2 separate regions of the Capra hircus genome follow, and region 1 is linked to region 2. A link is a contact called in public Hi-C data. All regions are on one chromosome and are shown on one strand. Each heading gives the region's core, a stretch centred on a gene start, on an enhancer-like site or on the middle of the called end of the contact. The rest is flanking DNA. Distances are from core to core; before and after follow the strand shown.

The links. Hi-C and Micro-C count contacts between places; a contact is called where the count stands out from the background.
Region 1: a contact with region 2 is called in a Hi-C map of blood, with 2.3 times the contacts expected there. The contact joins the promoter of TBC1D2 here to the promoter of TRMO in region 2. A contact is called at or near these places in 2 of 5 Hi-C or Micro-C datasets (both in blood).

Annotation. Positions count from the first base shown.
Region 1 is chr8:63,013,824-63,017,215 of ARS1.2, forward strand. TBC1D2 (TBC1 domain family member 2A) reads right to left here and starts at 2,012. Exons shown (of 13, transcript XM_005683907.3): 1 at 1,538-2,012. The coding sequence starts at 1,912.
Region 2 is chr8:62,755,545-62,758,881 of ARS1.2, forward strand. TRMO (tRNA (adenine(37)-N6)-methyltransferase) reads right to left here and starts at 1,514. Exons shown (of 7, transcript XM_013966050.2): 1 at 1,361-1,514. The coding sequence starts at 1,436.

The sequences.
Region 1 (3,392 bases), core at 762-3,261, 260 kb after region 2:
TTCAGGGCTTCACCATGACCTTGTGCTCACAAACTCCGACTCACACCCAAACATCCCATTTTATTAATTCTCTGGATATGTGTATATTGAGCATCTATGGTATGTGTCAGGGACTGCGGTAGGCAATGGAGATATTGGTGAGCCCACACGGCCCTTCTCCTCTTGAAACTTAAGAATCTATCAAGGGGACATAGACTGCATGTCCTGTTGTTTCCTCATCTGGGGTTCCCTCCCGTCAGTGACTGGCCCAACCAGGCAGTCAGCCAGTTACAAAAGCCATCCTTGACTCCTCTCTCATATCCATAGCCACCTGCATAAGTCTCCTTCCCCGATGCCCCAGCTCGGCCATCGTTTTCTCCTGATGGACTCTCCCCCACCCGCCACTGCAGCCTGATCACAAGACTGGCCTAGTCATTAAAGTGCAACTAAAAGCTGTGAGCTATATCCAGGGGGCTCAATAGATTCTCCATAGGCTGGAAGTGGGGGTGGGAGGGAAGCAATCCACTGGCACACTGCTCTCTGAGTGTGAATTCCAGAACTCCTAGCCCACACCAATCTTTCTTTCTAGTTAAGTTCTAGGCACTTTCACTTGACAAGAACTTTCTGACCTTGGTTCTGTCAGTTTGTGTGTTCAGTCAACAAATATGTATTGCACCCCCACTAGATGCCAGCAGTAGTCTAGGCTGAGATTAATTCAGTAACTTGCAGGGGCCTGTGATGTGCCAGGTGCTTACATACCTTGTTTTAGTCTCACAAACTATCTAGGTACTAAGAGGTTAACTTGCCCAGAGCCACACAGTTAGTAAGTAGCTGACGCAGAATTTGAATCCAAGCCTGTCTGATTTCAAAGCACATGGTCTTTGCAATGCTTCAGGCTTTTCCAGTTAAATATGATAATAAAACAGAACTTACTGATGAGAAAACAGGTTTGGATATGCTTCAATGACCAATGTAGGTTGATCAGTGGAACCTAAGTATTTATCTCCCAATCTCTGCCAATGTTTTCTCAGCATTCACTCCCCTTGGCTACAACATCAAGAAAAGTAATCCAGAATCCAGGCCTTGAAAGAGGATTGCAAAGCTCATATCTTGACTGTACTTCAGCCCTAAGTAAGAAAGTTATGGTAACTGCCTAGTTTTTTGTTGTTAAGCTGGTTAAGCCTTGTCTCACTGTTTTGGAACCCAATGGACTGTATCCTAAAAGTTTTGATAGGGTAGTGAGAGGTAGGAAAGCTATGAGATTCCAAGTGTGGGCTACACTACTTTTTAGTGGTGTGACTCAAACCAGTCCCTTTACCCCTTTATGACTCAGTTTTTTGATCCGTAATATAGGTCCATCATCCTGGCCTTTACTGCAGGAACCTAATGAGGAAATGGGTGTGAATGTGCTTTGAAAAGCACAAAACCCTGGGCACCCAGGGTTCACTGAGGTGATCGGGGTCGGTGATTATAATAAGTTTATTGTGACCACCCACCTGTGCTCGGCGGTGCCCTGGATCCCATCCCGGCCAAAAAGGGGAAAAAGTGCTCCATTTACCTTCAAGGTAATTATGCGGTTGGGAGTCTTGATTTCGAAAGTCCCCTCCTCGGCGTCCGCCTTGCAGTCAAAGACCGCACTGGAGAGGTCGATGCTGTCCAACGGATTCGCATCCTGCGCGGTCCGCGAATAATACAGGTGACATTTCCTCTCGTCGAAGAAGAACCAGCGGGACTTCCAGCCCCGGATGGGCCCCTTGCCACCAAACTTACTTAAATATCCACAGAGTTTTGGGGGGGCCGCCTCCAGGGGCCGGGTGCAGCCCTCCGACTCCTCAGAAAGCGACACCTCGGGGACCTTGGCCAAGCCAGCAGGCTCTTCGGACCACTGGACGGAGGAACCAGACTCCGCGGTGTTCTCCTGCGCGTCCTCCATCGCAGAGGGACTGGAGGTTAGTGGCCCAACCCAAGTCAAATCTTGAAAACTCAGGTGATAACCTTCCAAGAGGGAGTGATCCAACGGGGGCGAGGCCAGTGGTGACCCGCCTCCAGGAGACGACGGAGGGACTCGGTTGGCTGCAGCTTGTGAGCCTCATAGATCGAAAGCCCAGTAGGGACGGATGGCCACGCCCATTCGGGCCTCGCCCTTCACGACACGCCCCGGCACGCCTTCTGCCGGCTCCTCCTTTCCCGCCTACTTCAGGCTTTTCCTCGTTGCCTGTCCGCCATCTTTACTGGGGGCAGCTTCCGGCATGAGGCGGTCCACAGGTTGAAGGCGTGGTGTCTCTGAATTAGTTAACCCGCGGAAGGGAAACTGAAAGAGACGCGGGCCCTCCGATACACTGCTCTGGTAACTCGCGTAATGACGTGGAGGGGTGGTCCTTTCTCGCTCCTCATGGGCCTCCCGCCTTTTCTCCCCAGGTACCCCTCCGGTCACCGTCGTACGGCGGACCGCGCGGCCATTGGCTGAAAGGGACGCCCTGCTCAGTGTCGCCACATCCGGCACTGCTCACGGCGTGTGGGGCTCGTAGGCTGATTACCCGCGGCTGTTTAGTCGTGACTCACTCCTGACCGCGGCGGCCTTTACCCACTCTCTCCCAGCCTCCTTTTCTGTTTGCTTGCGTTACATGGGTCTGGCTGCTGCCCTGACAGAACCCGGTGTCTGACGAGGGTTGGACTCAGCAAATTGTGTACACAGACAAATGTGTACCGAGGCCCTGACTAACTCGCTCAACTTCATGTCTCATTCTACCACTTGACCTTAAGTTTTTCCCCTTCCCTCCTGCCTTAGGCGTATCCCTCCATTTGGGCTGTAGAGCCCATTTCTGTCCACCTCTTTCGAGCCATCACGGTGCCCTAGCCCTTTCTTAGCTCCTCTTTCTCTGCAGTCCTTAACAAAATTCTCATTTTTCCGGGTAAATTATGTTCAGAGACTGAGATTGTCTTTGCCAGTACAGTAATTTTTTTAAATAGAGGCTCACTGCAGAAATTAAAATTTATAATAACAGTATTTCCCAGGTCACTAGTATACGGGGTAATGTCTCTTAATAAACTAATGAAGAAGTAACATCCTCCGAACTGTAAAAGGGCCGAAAGGTTAAAACTGTTTTGATAGATGATTTCTAAAACTGTTTTTCCTGTCTTCCCTTTGCATTGCTGGGAACTAAGTTTGCATTTTTTGTTACTGATTAATGCTGGCAGGCCTTCTTGCTAGTTTTGCTTGTTCCTTTTAACCCCAGTCTCAAGACTTTCCTTAAATACTCTTGGTTTCTCCCCAGAAGGCAGGATGGTAATTTTCAGGAAGTTAGTCTGCTACTGTCCTCATTTGCTGTGAAATCAATAAATTTCGTTTTCCTTTATCCTCAGAACCTTCTCATTATCCTCAGTCTGCATTGGGAAGGAGGACCAAATTTTCA
Region 2 (3,337 bases), core at 264-2,763:
TTATAAAGAGAATATATAAAAAGAATACACACATACATATAACTGAATCAGTTTGCTGTACACCTGAAACTAATACATTATATATCTACTATATTTCAATGAAAAATTTTTAAAATAAAATATAATAGAAAAATTTTTTAAAGAGAAGTCACAATTTCCTACAAAATAGTGTTAACACAATGTATTAAAACCCACCATGATTATTTTTCTTTTCCAAGCAGGCAAAAATAACAACAAAAAAAAAGGTCAAGAAAAGATGTAGGAAGACGTGTTTTCTTTAACGCAATGACTTCATAGTTTTAAAATCTACCAGATGTTTCCTACATGCGTGTATGCTTAGTCGTGTCCAACTTTGTGACACCCCAGACTATAGCTGTCCAACTTTGTGATGCCCCAGACTATAGTTGGCCAGGCTTCTCTGTCCGTGGAATTTTCCAGGCAAGAATACTGGAGTGGGTTGCCATTTCCTACTCCAGGGGATCTTCCTGACCCAGGGATCCAATCTGTGTCTCCTGCCTTGGCAGGTGTATTGTTTACCACTGAGCCACCAGGGAAGCCTCTACCAGATGTTCAGTTCAGTTCAGTCACTCAGTCATGTCCGACTCTTTGCAACCCCATGGACCACAGCACGCCAGATGTTATGCAACTATAAAACAAGATTCTTAAAACATTCATCAGTTTAGTTCAGTTCAGTCCCTCAGTCATGTCTGACATTCATAAGTACATATAAATATCCTCATCATTACATATGCATTGTTATATCCTTTTAGATAATAAACTGAAAAGAACATGGGTGAAAGGAAAAATTCATGTTTAGAAGACTTACTATAATTCAAATTCTATGCTACCATAACTATGTATGTGACCTTGGTCAGGACTATGGAGTATTTCAAATAGAGAGAATAAGGTGCACAAAGTTAAATGACAAATTTTCTAGCATAAGAAGGGAACAAAACAGTTTGATTGGAGTGTGAAATACAAGGCAAAGAATAAAAGGACACGGGTTGCATATAAGATGCTTTTAATTGAAAAAACACAGTACATGAAACGAACTAGTTTTAAGCAATAAAGGGAGTGCATGGGGTCACAGTACACAGTAGTTCTTAGTGCATGTGGCTATTCCGCCAAGACCTTGCCAACCTTAGCCACCAAAGAGCAGAGAGATGACATCATCCCGCTCACCTCAGACACATCACGTGGTCGCCTGAGCACATGATCCGTAACTTCGCAATAAATACGAAAAACGACCCTTGTCCATTCAAGGTCTCGCAAGTCCCGTCCCCCCTCTGCAGTGAAAACGGTTAAGACCTGCTCCTGGAGGTCTTAACGCGCGCAGAACCGCCAGCCTCTTAGAAGTTACCTGTCTCCAGAGCCGGCTTCACACACCCGCACGGGGTCGCTGTGGCGCGAGGCCCGGACTCTTTCAAGTCGCGCATGGCTACGGGTCACACAGGAGCCCACCCAACACGTTCAAACCTTCCGCTTCCGGTTTCCCTACCTGGCGCCTGCGTAGTAGCTGTGCCGGCGGATGGCGCCAAGATTGAGCACGCGCAGGGCGGGGGCGCTGGGGGAGTGAGGCTGCGGGCGGGGGATGTCAGAGGCTACCACTAGGTGGCGGTTAGAGGTTGGAGGCCTTATTCCGCTTCTGTGTCTTGTGCTGTCTCGCACGGACCCGCTTCAGTTTAAGGGTCCAAGTTACCGCCCTTTTGGCCTTCCCTGGTGGCTCAGAGGATAAAGCATCTGCCTGCAATGCAGGAGACCCGGGTTCGATCCCTGGGTTGGGAAGATTCCCCTGGAAATGGACAGAGGAGCCTGGCGGGTTACAGTCCACGGGGTCGCAAAGAGTCGGACACGACTGAACGACTTCACTTCACTTATCGCCCTTTCCATTGAGAACAAGTCGATGAAGATTTATGCATAAAGATACTCGAAATAATAAGCAACCTACTCATCCAACGCATGATGCTAATTTTTAAATAAAAAGAATATGTATATACAGTTATCACATAGCGAGATGACGGGATGTTAAGAAAACGTTAATACTTCTTGAGTAGTGGGAATACACAGATGGTCGTTTATACTTTTCTGTATGCTCCCAATTTTTCCATAATAAAAAGGATGTTTAGTCAGAAAAGAAACCCAAATAAACCTCGTTTCAAATCTAATGGATGTGTAGCTCTACACCAGACTAGGTAGAGATAAGAAGTGGGGACTATTCCTTGCGCTCCGTACCTCACGAGAACTGAAGTGAGAATGAAACTGAGTCAACGGCCGTATACATTGGGATTGTAGTGGTTGGTTGGGGGAAGCTCTAAAAAGTTGAGGGCCTACAAGAATCAGTTTTCAGCACCTGCAATACCAGTTACCCCTGCAGCGCTAGCCTGGCCTCTTACGTGTGTGTGTGTGTGTTAGTCGCTCAGTTGTGTCCGACTCTGTGACCTCATGGACTGTAGCCCGACAGGCTCTTCTGCCCATGGAATTCTCCAGGCAAGAATGCTGGAGTGGGTAGCCATTCCCTTCTCTAGGTCATCTTCCCCACCCAGGTACTGAACCCAGGTCTTCTGCATTGCAGGCAGATTCTTAACCGTCTAAGCCACCAAGGCCTCTTACCTACTTACTTGTAACCTCGTCTCCCACCTGTATATTTATAAAGTTTCTCTGTATGCTTAATTCTGCTTCTGAGTTTTTTATCCTGCTTTTTCTTGGGCTAGGGGAGGGAGAGAGACATATTGCTTGCAAAACAAATTATTCAAGATCGTAAAACTCCACAGATTTAAAAGTTTAACAACCATGAAAACCTGTTCCTAAACATGTTCATTTGTCATTAACTAATAGACCACCATCAGAAAATAACCATCAGAAGGAGTCAAAGATTTAAAGAGAGGATTGTGGGTTTTAAAACAAAAACTTTTAAAAGTGATGAAATTCATAACCCTACATGTCTGCTAGGTTTTTTCCACGTGAAATTTGAAAAAGAATACCTTTATTCTGTTTTCAGGAGGGAACAGTTCTGGGCAGCTGTGAAACAAAAGTTAAGTTGAGAACTGTTGAGCTCTTTGCACGATGTAAAACTGGGGCCGAAATGGCTGCAATTTTCCACTAGATGGAGGTGTTGCTAAAAGTGATAGTCGCTTTGTGGCCCAACAGAGGTATTTGCCTGCTTGGCCTTAGATATCATATACAACGAAAGTCACGCCAGAAATACGATACTAAGTGTGACATGTTCTGAAATGCATAGCAGACTTGGAGACACTGATGAAGTAGATTGTTACTTGATTTAAAGGAAAAAGTTCTCTTTATGGAAAGCAGGAACTTAAATATGTAGCACTTTCATTAT